Regions from separate parts of the Mus musculus genome. Here region 2 is linked to region 1. A link is a contact called in public HiChIP or PLAC-seq data. All regions are on one chromosome and are shown on one strand. Each heading gives the region's core, a stretch centred on a gene start, on an enhancer-like site or on the middle of the called end of the contact. The rest is flanking DNA. Distances are from core to core; before and after follow the strand shown.

Region 1 (6,308 bases), core at 1,005-3,504:
AAGCTGTTAATTTTGGGCAAGGATTCAGGAAGTGGCCACCCCCACGGTCCCCTGAACACAGAAAGAGCCCAGAGCTTCCTTATTTCCACCTCCCAGGGGCAGCCGACTGAATTCATTTTTGTGTGTTTCCAGACTTTTGACTCACCACCGGAGAATTCCCCAAGACTTGCTGAACAAGTGGGTGGGTGAGCAGGGGAGGACATTGGAGGATTACAGGTTTTAGTCTTCCTGTTACTAAGCATCTCCCTGCTTACCGGATCTTAGGGACAATAAATACTTGCTGAGCCTTAAGGAAGGCTGGAAGATCCGAATGAATGGAATGTAGAATGTAGGGTAAAAATCTGCAATTCCAGTCTTACTGTAGATTGCCCTCCTTTGAATCTGAAGGGTCCCGTGCTTAGCTGGTGGATCCTTTGGAGGCTCTGATCTTGAAGGCCTTGAATGGGGTCAGGAGAGGAGAAGTGAAGGGCATGTTTATTGTTTGTTTCAGTTCAGCCGTGCTGAACTTTGAACCCAGAACCCCCACCTGCTAGGCCAGCCCTCTGCTCCCTCTCTAACCCCTCTGTGGGGTCCTTTACTGGGGACATCTTAGGCCTGGAGTACTGATGAGGTGGAGCAGAGGTGGCTTGTGAGTGTGATGTCCTACAGAGGTGGCCTGGACAGCGTTGTGAGGACACTGGTGGATGATAAGTGTTGGATGCTAGGTTAATGTCACATGGTGTGAGGTGGGGACTCTTTGCAGAATATATGAAATAAAGATTTAACTAGTCAGATATAAAAATTATGGTAACTTTTACTTTAATTTTTTTTTTAAGATGTATTTACTTACTTTAGGTATGTGAGTACATCTTCATGAGAGCTCATCTTCAGACTGTAGCTGACTTCAGACACACCAGCAGAGGACATTGCATTCCATTACAGATGGTTGCAAGCCACTATGTGGTTGCTGGGAATTGAACTCAGGACCTCTGGAAGAGCAAGCAGTCAGTGCTTTTAACCTCTGAGCCATCTCTCCAGCCCTTACTTTAATTTTTTTTTTTTTTCGAGACAGGGTTTCTCTGTGTAGCCCTCGGCTGTCCTGAAACTCACTCTGTAGACCAGGCTGGCCTCGAACTCAGAAATCCACCTGCCGAGTGCTGGGATTAAAGGCATGTACCACTACGCCTAGCCCTTATTTTAATTTTTAAGTGACGTGTTTTATCTTTCACTATGAGTCCTTGTACATGTCTGTGTGTATGCACATGTGAGTGCAGGTGCCAGCAGAGGCCAGAAGAGAGTGTTGGATCCTGTGGAGCTAAAGTAAGAGGCAGTAACTGGAAGATGGCTGCTGAAACTGAACTCAGATTCTTCCTCTCTGAGTGCAGTGTGTGCTCTTAACCATTGCGCTGTCATTACTTCTTATTTATTTACTTATTTTACATTACATCATTCTTAGACACTTTGTACAAAAATGTCTTGAAAGAAAATTTCCCTTAGTGTTCTGATTTAAGTTGTATTCCGGAAGACACTACAATTTCTTACTAATGGTTGACTGTCCTGTCCTGAAATATGGTATTTGATTAACCATTGTGAATGACTAGTGTGTGAAGGAATGAATTAATGAGTGACAGCAGGTTGAGACTACTGACCCAAGAGGAGTTGGAGATGTGATGGGTAGCTCTCTGTATTTAAGATGCTGGTTGAAAGGGCCCACGTCCACTGTGGAAAGCCATCTATTTATAAGAACTGGATCCCTCTGTGGTGTTGGACGCTTTCTCTATATCATCAGCCACTGGTCCTTGTAAATCAGCTACTTGACCAGCTCCATGAGACTGTGTGATGGTTTGAAATGGAACTCTCAGATTCTGCGTGGCTGTGGTAGAAGCTTGCGTGAAGTGCTGCTTGACTGGACCTCAGCCCTTTACTTATGGGAGGACCCTTTCCTGGTAGACAGTCTGAACATGAAGCCAGTGTGGGGAGCGCACAAATCCCCCTGTGTAAGTGCCACTCACTCACAGGCCTTCAGAAACAGTCATTCTTCCTTTGAGCTTTTCTTTGTGAGGAGAAAGGGAGTGAGGTGTTAGCAAATGACAGGTTAGGGGTCTGGACATTTGCACAGGAATCTCCTATGAAGTGTACAAAATACTTCGTCCTGGAATTGGGTGGGGTAGCCCATTCTTGTCTCCCTCTTGACTGCTCCCCTGGAACATAGTCGGTACTGTGTTCCTTGTGTCTGGCAGGAGGGGAGTTACAGCTGCGTTTGTGAGAGGCCGGAAGGAACTTATTCAGATCCCTCCCCCCACTCCCCCTCTGTGTAAGCAGAGATGTCCTGCTGGCACTCTGTTTTGGAGTGGGAAGGATAGACTTAACAAATCCCTTTATTTATAGTTGTTGAAAGAAGTGAGAGAGATGTGAATGTGTCTGTCATAGGACAAAAGGAGGCGAGGCTGCGAGGTGGATGCTCAAGGCTGGTCCCAGACACGCTCATGCTCCTTTCCAGTGTTTTACAAGAAACTGGATGGCTCAGTGTGTCTTCTTGTAGACCTGTCTGTCCACCTGGTAGTGTTGGCTTCCTTTCAATATGGCAGCTGGTGGTATCCATGGATGCACTCGTGGTAGAAACAACAGTTGCAGCCCCTTAAATCTGGGCTTCCAAAGTTCTACCATATTTACTCTGGGTTTATTGGCACACAGCTATGCTCCAACTTAGCGTGGAGGTTGAGGCAGGATTGCTGTGCGTTTGAGCCTAGCTTGGGCTTCAGAGTGAGTTTAACGCTCCTACTTTCCCATGAGAAGAAGGACGATCAGGAGGAAGAAGAGGAGGAGGCAGAAGAAGGTTTTTAAACTACCTTATTTCATTGGTCATAACAGATCCCAAGACAAACTAGGAAATCATCAGACTCAAGGGGAAGGGATTGCTGCTGACTCTTTGAAAAAAAGATTTTATTTATTTTTACTTAATATATGTGTTTGCCTGCAGGCATACATTAGGTGTTTGCAGTTCCCAGGTAGGTTAGATGAGGGTGTTAAATCCCCTGGAACTGGAGTTAGAAGTAATTGTGAGCCTTTATGTGGGTGCTAGGAAATGAACCGGGGTCCTCTGCAAAAGCAGCCAGTGCTTTTAATTGCTGAGTCATCTCTCTATCTGCATTGACTGGACCTCTTGATGGGGGATGACTGACTTTGCAAAGAACCCGAGTGATGCTATTATATCTGAAACACAAGAGACCTACCCAGGTGAGGGCAGGAGGGATAGTACAGGGTTCTTTGTCACAGAGCTAATTGTCATTGTTTTCCTTTTCTGTTAAACAGGCTCTCACTGTGGAGCCCTGGCCAGCCTAGCAGTTGCTAAGTAGTTCAGGCTAGCCTTGAACTAACAGAGTTCTTCTTGCCTTTGCCTCACAAAAACTAGGATTAAAGACCTGGAACACTGTGCCTGGTATGGCAGTCTGTCCTCACTAGCTAAACCACGAGTGACCAATGCCAGCATTCTGTCTTGTTAACTGTGATTGCTGAGTGACACAGTGCTGGGCACATGAGGAAGGATCTGGGGGAAATGCGGCTGTTCACATCAGACCTGATTCTTGCTGTGGAAATTGTCTGCTTATTTTGAAGCAAATACATTTTGGTCCTTGGCATTTTAAGTGGGGAGAATGGCTTAGAAAGGATTAGTCTTTCTCCAATGCAAATGAATTTATTAGTTTTTTTTCTGGTTCTTTAGCAAACATTTTACTTATTATCATGCAGTCTTTGTTTTTCTGTTTAGGAGACCAGACAAAAGAATCTGATAAGTGTTGGCTGAAGAGTTTGTAGGCAGGGCCCCGGAGTTGCTTGATGGTGGGAGTCTAGGATTGGCCCATTCGTCTGTGTGCCTGAGAGCCTGGCATGCAAGCTTTGTCCTTGGCCATGCATCCTGACCTCGTACTTTTGGACAGATCTACCACACAGGCTCTTACACCAGTCCCTGGGTAAATGGTCTTGTCCTGGTGTCTCTGTTAGAACTTGAGCCCAGTAAGTGTCCTGGGAAGGGTATCTTTCACTCACTAATGAGAATTCTCAGAATTTTGTTCCAATGATAGACTCACATTTGACTTCTGATGTTGGGGAGCCTAGAGGATGCAGAACAGTGTTCTGTCTGGCCTTTTAATTCTGTTTCATCTCCTACAAGACCCATATGGTTTGCTTGAAACATAAGGAGATCCAAGATGCTTTACAATAGTCCTTTCCCCCAGAACTCACAAGCACAGAGGTTGGAGAGGACACGCAGGCCTAAGAGCTGACATAGACTCAGGCCAGCCGATCCCAGAACAGAGAGAAAGAATGCTGGGGTGGACTTGCTGATAACTATGCCAGAGGCATGATCTTCTCTAGTCCTCTTACCTTTGGGGGAAACAGAAAGCCCCAATTCCTGTAATTTCACCACCTTGCCTCCTATCTTGGAGCCCTGTCTGTGGCAGGCAGCCCTGGGGTTTAATTGTGTCTGCCTTGCTGGCTTGTTTCTCATGGGGATTAGAGCAAGCTAAATTGGGCTTTCCCACTTAGTGGATAACAGGGCTTCTTGAGGAATGTGAGCCTAATTAAGGATTCCAGGGTCATGCCTAGCAAAGAGGTCCCAGGAGCAAAGGTAGAGAGGGCTTTCATCCTCAGAAAGGTTAACAAGTACTGCAGCCTGCATTTCATGCCCCTGTCCCTGAGGGTCCCTTGTTCCTCGCAGGCTCCTTGGGGAGCCTGACCTTGACATTCACTGGCCTTGGCCTCAGGCTTTGGAATTGTTCCAGGAGCAGCCTTGAATGAAGAGTCTTGTTGCTGGTGGGGGTCTAGTCTTGACTGGTGTTCTGAGAATGCTTTGGGTCTCTGAAACCTTTGATAACTGTTAGGCTAACCTTGTTTCTTCAAGTTCATGTGATGGAGTCTTGACTCTAGGACATGGCTGTGTTTATAGGCATGGTCTTTTAAGAGGTCAAGTTCAAACAAAGTCTCTAGAGTGGGTTCTAATCCCACGTGACCTTTGTTCTCCTAAGAAGACTCTAAGATACAGGTAGGCAGGTAGGTGACCAACCACATGTGGGAACAAGGAGAAGACAACTTCAAAGAAGGAAGTTGGCCTCCTGGGCCGAGGAAATAAAAGCCTCTATTGTTTAATCTGTGTCTGTGGGGCTTCAGTGTGGCCCCAGCAGTCTAGCATGTGCAGCATTTAAATAGAGTGTTCTGTTCTTTGAGTGACAGCATCAGGGGATGAGGAACTTTTCTCTTGAGTCACCTCCTCCTTTTATAGTGAGTGATAATCCCAGTCATAAAAAACAGTTAAATAATTCACCTTTTCTAAAGCTAGTAAGTACAATGGGCCTGTTCATTGGTTAGCGATATTTACCAGCAGCTGTAAAAGCTGTAAAGTGATAAAAAGTGCTTCTTGGAAAAATTTTCTGCCTGGATGCTGTTCTCAGCCTAGATGAGAGGTGGCCTGACCCACATTGCACTCTGGGTCTCAGGATTCTCCCAAGCTCACAAGGCCATGATATCTCTCCCCCACTCACTCTCCAGATTTGGAAGGAAGGAAACTGTTGCCCTCTGGCTTCCTGTCAAAGCTGAAGTGAATCTGCCTCCAGTTTTATGTAGCTTATCCTGAGTCACATCATTCTGATCAAAGCAATTTCATGATGCTTTGGGTACCAAGATGGTTCCTTCTTTAAGCAGGAAACTGATTCCTCTCCCACCTGCAGTGCAGAGGTGGCTAGTGACCCGCCTTCTCTGTTCCTTTGTCTCGTACCTGAAAGGTTATTGGTGGATTTATTGGAAGTTACTTGCATTTATTTACTGATTCATTTGTTTTGATGCTGGGAGTGGGGTCACTCAGGGAATGGTGTGTGCTGAGCTCTGCCAAATTGTCCCCCTAGGCCTCGTGCGCACTTACTGAGAGCCTTTTAGTGAGTGATGGCTGATGCCGCTGGGTTGCTTCTCCTTTCCTGATCTCCGTGCATGTGTACTTCACGCCCGCTTTAGAGAGTTGTCCTACGGGCATCTGGAGAACAATAAGAAAGAGGGCCAGTGGAGAGAGCAAGCACCCAGGCTTCCACTGTAGTGACGAACATGTAAAAACACGCTGGGATCCCGAGGGCATGTCTCTCCACTCTTCCACGGTTCTGTGGTGCTCTAGGGAGCTCATTCACAGGACCCAACAGGATTGGAATTTTTGATGATTCACAAAGGGTTGGATGCAAACATACCTTTATTCTATGTAGTAGCATGTAGTGGTTTTAACCATGCATCTCTTAGAGAAATTGGTAGAAAAATAATCACTCTTGACGTGGCTTGGCCAGAATGAAATTTAA
Region 2 (6,643 bases), core at 2,692-5,191, 360 kb before region 1:
TCTGGGTATTTACTGGGGTAAATGATGGCCAGCCATTTACACTTCTAACCGCTTGCTGTACCATCAGGGTTGGCATTCAGTGACATGACCCGTCTTGTCAATTCCCAGATATGGAGGTCTCAGCCCCTGAGACTAGGAGTGACATTTGAAGCTGCCATCCTCTGTAACATTTCCCAAGGGCTTTCCTACACCTGGAGCTTTGTGAGTGCTGAGATGACCACTGTTACCCTCCCTACTGCTGTCAACACCCGCAGACAGACCATCATGCTCCCAAGCTACACACTGGAATGTGGGAACTACACCGCCATCGCCAAGGTCAGCTCACACACTGTTCCACGAGCCCTGACAAGCCAACCAATCCTCTCCACAAGCTCTAGAGAAAACCTCTTTTAGCCAATGCAAGGGAATTGCTGCTGCTGCTGTTATTGTTGTTATTGTTTAAGGTATGGGTAGAATTTTTAAAAAAATCTTTCATTTAGCTGGAAAAGTAGCTCACTGAGGAAGAGCATTCATCGCACAAGGGTGACAATGTATACAATGTGTATGTGTAACCCTAGTACTTGCGGGGAGAGGTAGAGACAGGGGAATGAATCACTACGTAGGCTGGTGCACATGTGTGCACATGTGCAAACACACACACATACATACACACACACACACACACACACACACACAATCTTTTAATTTTCCAGAGAATATATGTTCTAATTTTGTTCAAGTAATCAACAAAAAACTATTTCTGTCTTTTTTAAAAATATTTATTTATTTATTTATTATATATAATTACACTGTAGCTGTCTTCAGACACTCCAGAAGAGGGCATCAGATTTCGTTACGGATGGTTATGAGCCACCATGTGGTTGCTGGGATTTGAACTCAGGACCTTTGGAAGAGCAGTCGGTGCTCTTAACCGCTGAGCCATCTCACCAGCCCTATTTCTGTCTTTTTAAAGACTGTGCGCCTACTTTGAACTAACCCTGTGCTGGTAGAGGAATAGAAGAAGAGTATTGATGCTGCATTTAGGGAAGAAAAGGGAGGATGTCCACCAGAGGCCATGAGAGACGGACCCACTGTGACCCTCAGCCAGTACTGTGCTTGGGGCTGGAAAAATGTTCTAGATCACGTGGGAAAAGGGAAGTCACTGCGTTGAGTGACTTCATGAAGGAGGGTCCTGAACAGTTTGCTCACATGTGTAGAAACTGTGGCTGCAGGTTAGCCGTGTGTAGTGACTGGAACCAGGAAGATGGCCCTGGGTCAGACTGTAGTGAAGTCAGAAGACCAGGATGAGGAAACGGTCCTTAGGACCCAAACCTCTACAGGGGAGTGGGTGTTCTCACTATGTGGGGTAACTGGTTCCACCGAGGTTTAGTCCTAGCCCAGGCTGCAGGAAGCCCATCAGAAGGGTCCCAAATACCCAAACTGTCCCTCAAAGAAATGAGGCTACCGGGCCCTGGTGGGGAACATGAACAGAGGCTGTTCACTGTTCTCTGCTGGTCTCAGTAAGAACCAGACACTTGTCCATGGAGGACAGAAGGCTGTGGGGTGTGCTTTGAGGGCCACTGTCTTAGTCACAGGTAGGAAAATCCTATTTCTAAGATGTTTCTCTTTGGAAAGATTGACTGAAAAGTAGCAGATTTTATTTTCATGGGAGCAGAGTCCTAGGGTAGTAGCATTAGGTCACCCTGATCCTGTCATAGTCTAGAGCAGTGGTTCTCAACCTGTGATTGCAACTCCTTTGTTGGGGGGGGGGGGTGTGTCAAACTACCCTTTTACAGAGGTTGCCTAAGACCATCAGAAAACACACATTTACATTATGATTCAGTAGCAGAACGGCCGTTATGAAGTAGCAACAAAAGTAATTTTACTGTTCGGAGTCACCACAACATGAGGTGCTTAAGGATTGCAGTATTAGGAAGGTTGAGAGCCACTGGTCTAGGGGACACTCCCGGGTCACGGTGGAAACTGGCTTTTATCAGCCAGCCCTCATGTCTTGGTGCCCTGGTGGAAGCATGAGAAGGTGGAGAGTGTCCCTCGATGGGCCTGTTCGTCCTCCCAGACAAGCCTCATGCTGATGCTAACTTGGCTTTGCAGATGGCTGAATATTGATGTCACTTTTAGATGTCACTGTTAGGTTAGACTCTTCATTACTAGCAGGTCAAAAGGAAAGGAGTTGACAGTGAATCTGAGAGCTTCCCCCTCTTTACCCTTCAGGAAACTCTGGGTCTAGGATTATAGCCAAAGGGATGGGGTGAAATCCTGAAAGGATAAGCCCAGTCCTGCATAAACTGGCTGGAAGGTCGGTGGTCACAGCTAGGGCCACATATCTATCCTGTATCACTGTCTTTTGGCACATTTGCTCATTAGCTGTATCTAACTCTTCTAGCATGGACCCTGCCTGTGTCTAGGCTTTGGGGACCTCTGATGAAGTGGTTTTTTCTGACCCCTCTCATTGGCATGTTACATTTGAGAATTAGACCTCAGATTCCTGCCCCTTCCTTGGCAGCTCCACACTGAGCTGCCATCCTCCGCAGACATGGCACCTGCTCAGAGCTTGCTTGCAGCTTCAGGGTGCAGCAGGCACTGGGTAGGGGGCCCACCTAGAGAAGTTCTGACTACACATTAATTACATTTCTCATTGTGAAAGAGTACATGACCAAAGCAACTTGAGGGCTGGCTGGGCTCTTAAAGTTCATCTCAGTGGGGAGGCATGTGACGGGAGTGTGAAGTGACTGGTCACACTGCATCCTTACCTGGGAAACAGAGTGTAAAGCTCACCTTGCCTTCTCCTTTATGTCTATCTAGGAACCCAGTCTATGCCCCACCCACATTTCTCAAAGACCATTATGTGTTTTATCCCCTCCTCTGCTCCCCACACCCACTGACTCCTTAACTGTGCAGAAGGGGGACCTCTTGGCCCCATTGTCAACCCCTTTCTTTCCTATTAGATGTAACAGGGTAAAAAGAGCCAACAAATGTCAAGACCATGGAGAAACACAGTTTCCAGTGGAGGTTTGGAAACTGTCAGCCATGTGTATACAGGGAGCATGGGTATTTAAATACCTTGTCTTACTTTGCTTTCTATTGCCGTGATAAACACCGTGATGAAAGTCAATGTGGGGAGGGAAGGGTTTATTTGACTTACATATTTGAGTCACAGTCCACTGAAGGACACTAAGACAGGAACCCGACACATAAACCTGGGGCAGCAACTGAAGCAGAGACCGTGGAGAAATGCTGTTTACTAGCTTGCTCTTCCCGCTTCACCCAGTCTGTTTTCTTGTATAACCCAGGCCTAGGGATGGTACTGCCCACAGTGGGCTAGGCCCTTCCACATCAATCACCAACCAAGAAAATGCTCCACAGGGATGCCTACAGCAAAGTCTGATAAGGGCATTTTCTCAGGTGAGATTTTCTCTTCTCCAACTTGTATCAACCTGACAAAATCCAGACCAACACACACCTAGATAACTGTACATTTAGGTAGGCTTACATATTAATAGATCCATGCTGTTCCCTCCAGTCACATCCTCAGATGACTGCTGTAAGTGAGCATTGTGGAGCTGAGGGCCTGTGTCACATGTGTAGATCCAGGAAGCATCTGCTTGGTCTCATGTGATCCCCCCCCCCCTTGTCTCTGCTCTCTCAGGTTCAGATCAAGGGAAGCATGGTGTATAGCAACTACTGTGTTGGTGTAGAAGTTCGAGCTAGGGCGCCTGTCAGCGTCATCTCTGAAGGCACACACATCTTCATCTCCACGGCCACCTCAACCTTCATCATCCTCAGAGGGGCCCAGTCCTATGACCCTGACAACCCAGGGGCTGCTCTCAGGTGAGAATACAGAACTGTGAGACTCTCCGGCTCCTACTTTTTCAAGCCCTGGCTCAGGAATACTAGGAGAGTTAGTCTGGGAATTCTGCCAAAGTAGGTTGAGACATTTCTGTGTACCCGCTTTCTTTAGTTGAACTGCTCTATTCATTATCCAAGTGTAAGCCAATATAGGAAAGGAGAGTAAAATGTGAGTAGTTTTTTTTAAGGTGCTGCTTAAAACTGTGATTTTGGAATGTGCAATGTAAATGCCACCCTTTCATTAGGACTCCGTAGTCAGATGCCAGTGGGGGGGGGGGGGGGAGGCAGAGAGCTGCCTGTTAGTAAGGCTCAGCTCTGCGGTCACAGACTCTGGCCCAGACAGCCCAGCCTGACAGGCCTTTTCCAGCCTTCCACCGGGATCCTCTACCTCCCAGCATGCAGCCTCATGCAGCCTCCACTCATGCAGGCTCATGCAGGCTCATGCAGCCCTCCCCATAACCCCAGACCCCTGTTGTACACCACTCAGTCTGTGCTGTCTGTCACTAACACCTTTGTGCCACTGTCCTGTGCCTGAAGTCACCAAGCCACAAATTCCACCTCTTCCCAATGGCCTTCTCCACCTCTATCCATGAAACAAGTATTTTCGTTATTAAAAATCAATTTTTATACAATATATTCTGATCACAGTTCCCCCTCCCTCATACTATCCAATCCTCTCCACTTCCCCACTCACCCAACTCCATGCCTTCTCAGTCTCACTCTCTCTAGAAGACAAGCAGGCAATTAAACTACAATAATGAAGAGAGAGAGAAAAGCCTAAGAAACACGCACACACGCCAAGACACACACATAAATAAAATCTGTAAGAACACAAAGTCAGTAATCATAATATATATAAGCAAACATCCAGTTAGGTTTTTTTAAAAAATGTCCAAACAAAGCAATATAAGACAAGAAACCCACCCTTGTAATGCCATGCAACCAATTTTGTGTTGCCCACCTACAGCTGCCATTAGGTATGGTGTGTATACACAGTGAGGGTCTGTTGGACAAAATGCAATTCTCCTTTTTTGGGTATTTTTCAGCTGAGCATTTCTCAATTGGAGATAGCTCCTGATTAGGGCTGGTGGCTCATGTCCTCTTCCCTCTCTTGGTGCTGGGACCCCGAGGAAACAATTCTTCCAGTCACTCAGGCCAAAACTTTCCTCAGTGTTTTGATATCTCTTTCTCTCACACTTCATGCCTGTCAGGAAACCTCATTACGTCTCCCCTAGACACAACTCCCTCATACTTCCCCTGCATTGCATGGATGGAGCCACCAGGGCCTCAGCTTATGTCCACCCTCAACCACAGCCAGTCCTCCAAGACAGGATGGAGTCTTTTAAGACAAAGCCAGAGCCCTTACTTCCCTGCTCTGACCGTCTGCACACCATTCAGCTCAGAGGGAAAGCCACTGTCCTTAGCTGTGTGTTGTTCTCTACTCCCATTCCTCACTCATATGGCTGCTGTGCACTGTCCTCAGCGTTGAGTCTAAGTTCAGGGCTCTCATTGAATATACCCCTGTGCCTGCCACATGGCCCCATTCATAAACCAGCTCCTTTGTCATTGTGACCCTTCATGTCTACCACACCCAAATGTGGGATTTGATGCTTCATTAGTGCAGTGGAGGGGAGAGGTACCCTTTCCCTGGTTCTACCTATGTGTATGCTGTAGACAGCTCTCAGCTCTCAGTCCTTCACACACACACACACACACACACCACACCACACACACACACACACACACACACACCACACCACACACACACACACACACACACACCACACACACACACACACACACCACACCACACACACACACACACACACACACACACACACACACACACACACCACACCACACACACACACACACACACACACACACCACACACACACACACACACACACACACACACACACACACACCACACACACACACACACACACACACACACACACACACACAGCCTGACAGGCTAAGTCTGTATCTGTGTCACCTTCACACTGTCAACTACCAGGACACATCACAGCACCTAAAAATGAGAGCTCTGTGTCTGGGCAGTAAGGAATCTTCCGGGTGAGCAGTGGACAGCTTCTCTGCACAGCTTGTGAGTCACACTGAACACCGAGTTCTCTTGTGCCCTAGGGATGCTGCTCCCCAGTAGAGGCTCTCAGGTGGCTGCAGTGCTGCCTCATGCAGCTTCATGAACAGAAGTTACCAGAATGCAGTGCCTGCAGGCTAGACAGGGAATTGGGCTTTTAAGGTTCAGGTTTAAGCGACACTTATGGAAGCAAGTTGCCCTGATGAGGGAGGCTGACCCAGCTTCCATACTGTTTCCTGCCTGTCACACGCCTGTTTAAGCATGTCTGCCCAAGGCTGGGATGATGCTGTCTCCGCAGTCCTCCCTGATGGTGCAACTACCTTATCTTGTGGCTCATGCAATTATTATCTTACAGAAAGATGGCAAGATGGAAGGAGAATCATCTCAAGTCTCCTGCTGGCCCCATTTTTTACCAGCTCTGAGTGAAACAGGGCAAACTCCCCCCTACCTCCGACAAGGCCTCTGCCAATGTGCTTTCTTCCTAAAATTGGGATAGTGTGACATTCCTGTCTCACCATGTGAAGTTGTCTCAGAGACAAGATGTAGCATTGGCAGAGTGATTGCAAAGGAGCCTTCTACAAATTGTGAGGCCGTGTTACTTATAAGCAGGGGAGGGGGCGCCATACATAAGGAGAGGAAGGAGTAACAAAAGAAACTCCAAGGCCAGGGTACATGACACAAATCAGAAGGAAG

The links. HiChIP or PLAC-seq counts read pairs in DNA pulled down with a chosen protein or histone mark.
Region 2: an H3K27ac HiChIP or PLAC-seq map of oligodendrocyte precursor cells shows a contact between it and region 1, with 5 times the contacts expected there. The contact joins two enhancer-like sites. A contact is called at or near these places in 4 of 484 Hi-C or Micro-C datasets (adipose-derived mesenchymal stem cells, embryonic retina, myocytes and 1 more), 3 of 115 datasets of contacts at active chromatin or transcription factors (embryonic stem cells, extraembryonic endoderm stem cells and oligodendrocyte precursor cells) and 1 of 9 other capture datasets (adipose tissue).

What each region holds. Positions count from the first base shown.
Region 1 is chr11:8,583,432-8,589,739 of GRCm38.p6, reverse strand. All of the region lies in intron 3 of Tns3 (tensin 3), which reads left to right. Among named protein-coding and RNA genes, the nearest start is that of Tns3, 78 kb to the left of the region's middle. Within about 2 kb of position 2,254, at least 20 of the 459 cell types and tissues checked have an H3K27ac peak or open chromatin away from gene starts, as enhancers often do. A contact at or near this core is called in oligodendrocyte precursor cells, where this site is marked.
Region 2 is chr11:8,947,534-8,954,176 of GRCm38.p6, reverse strand. Pkd1l1 (polycystic kidney disease protein 1-like 1) reads left to right here. Exons shown (of 52, transcript XM_017314870.1): 9 at 109-315; 10 at 3,647-3,828. Among named protein-coding and RNA genes, the nearest start is that of Pkd1l1, 24 kb to the left of the region's middle. Within about 2 kb of position 3,941, at least 23 of the 459 cell types and tissues checked have an H3K27ac peak or open chromatin away from gene starts, as enhancers often do. A contact at or near this core is called in oligodendrocyte precursor cells, where this site is marked.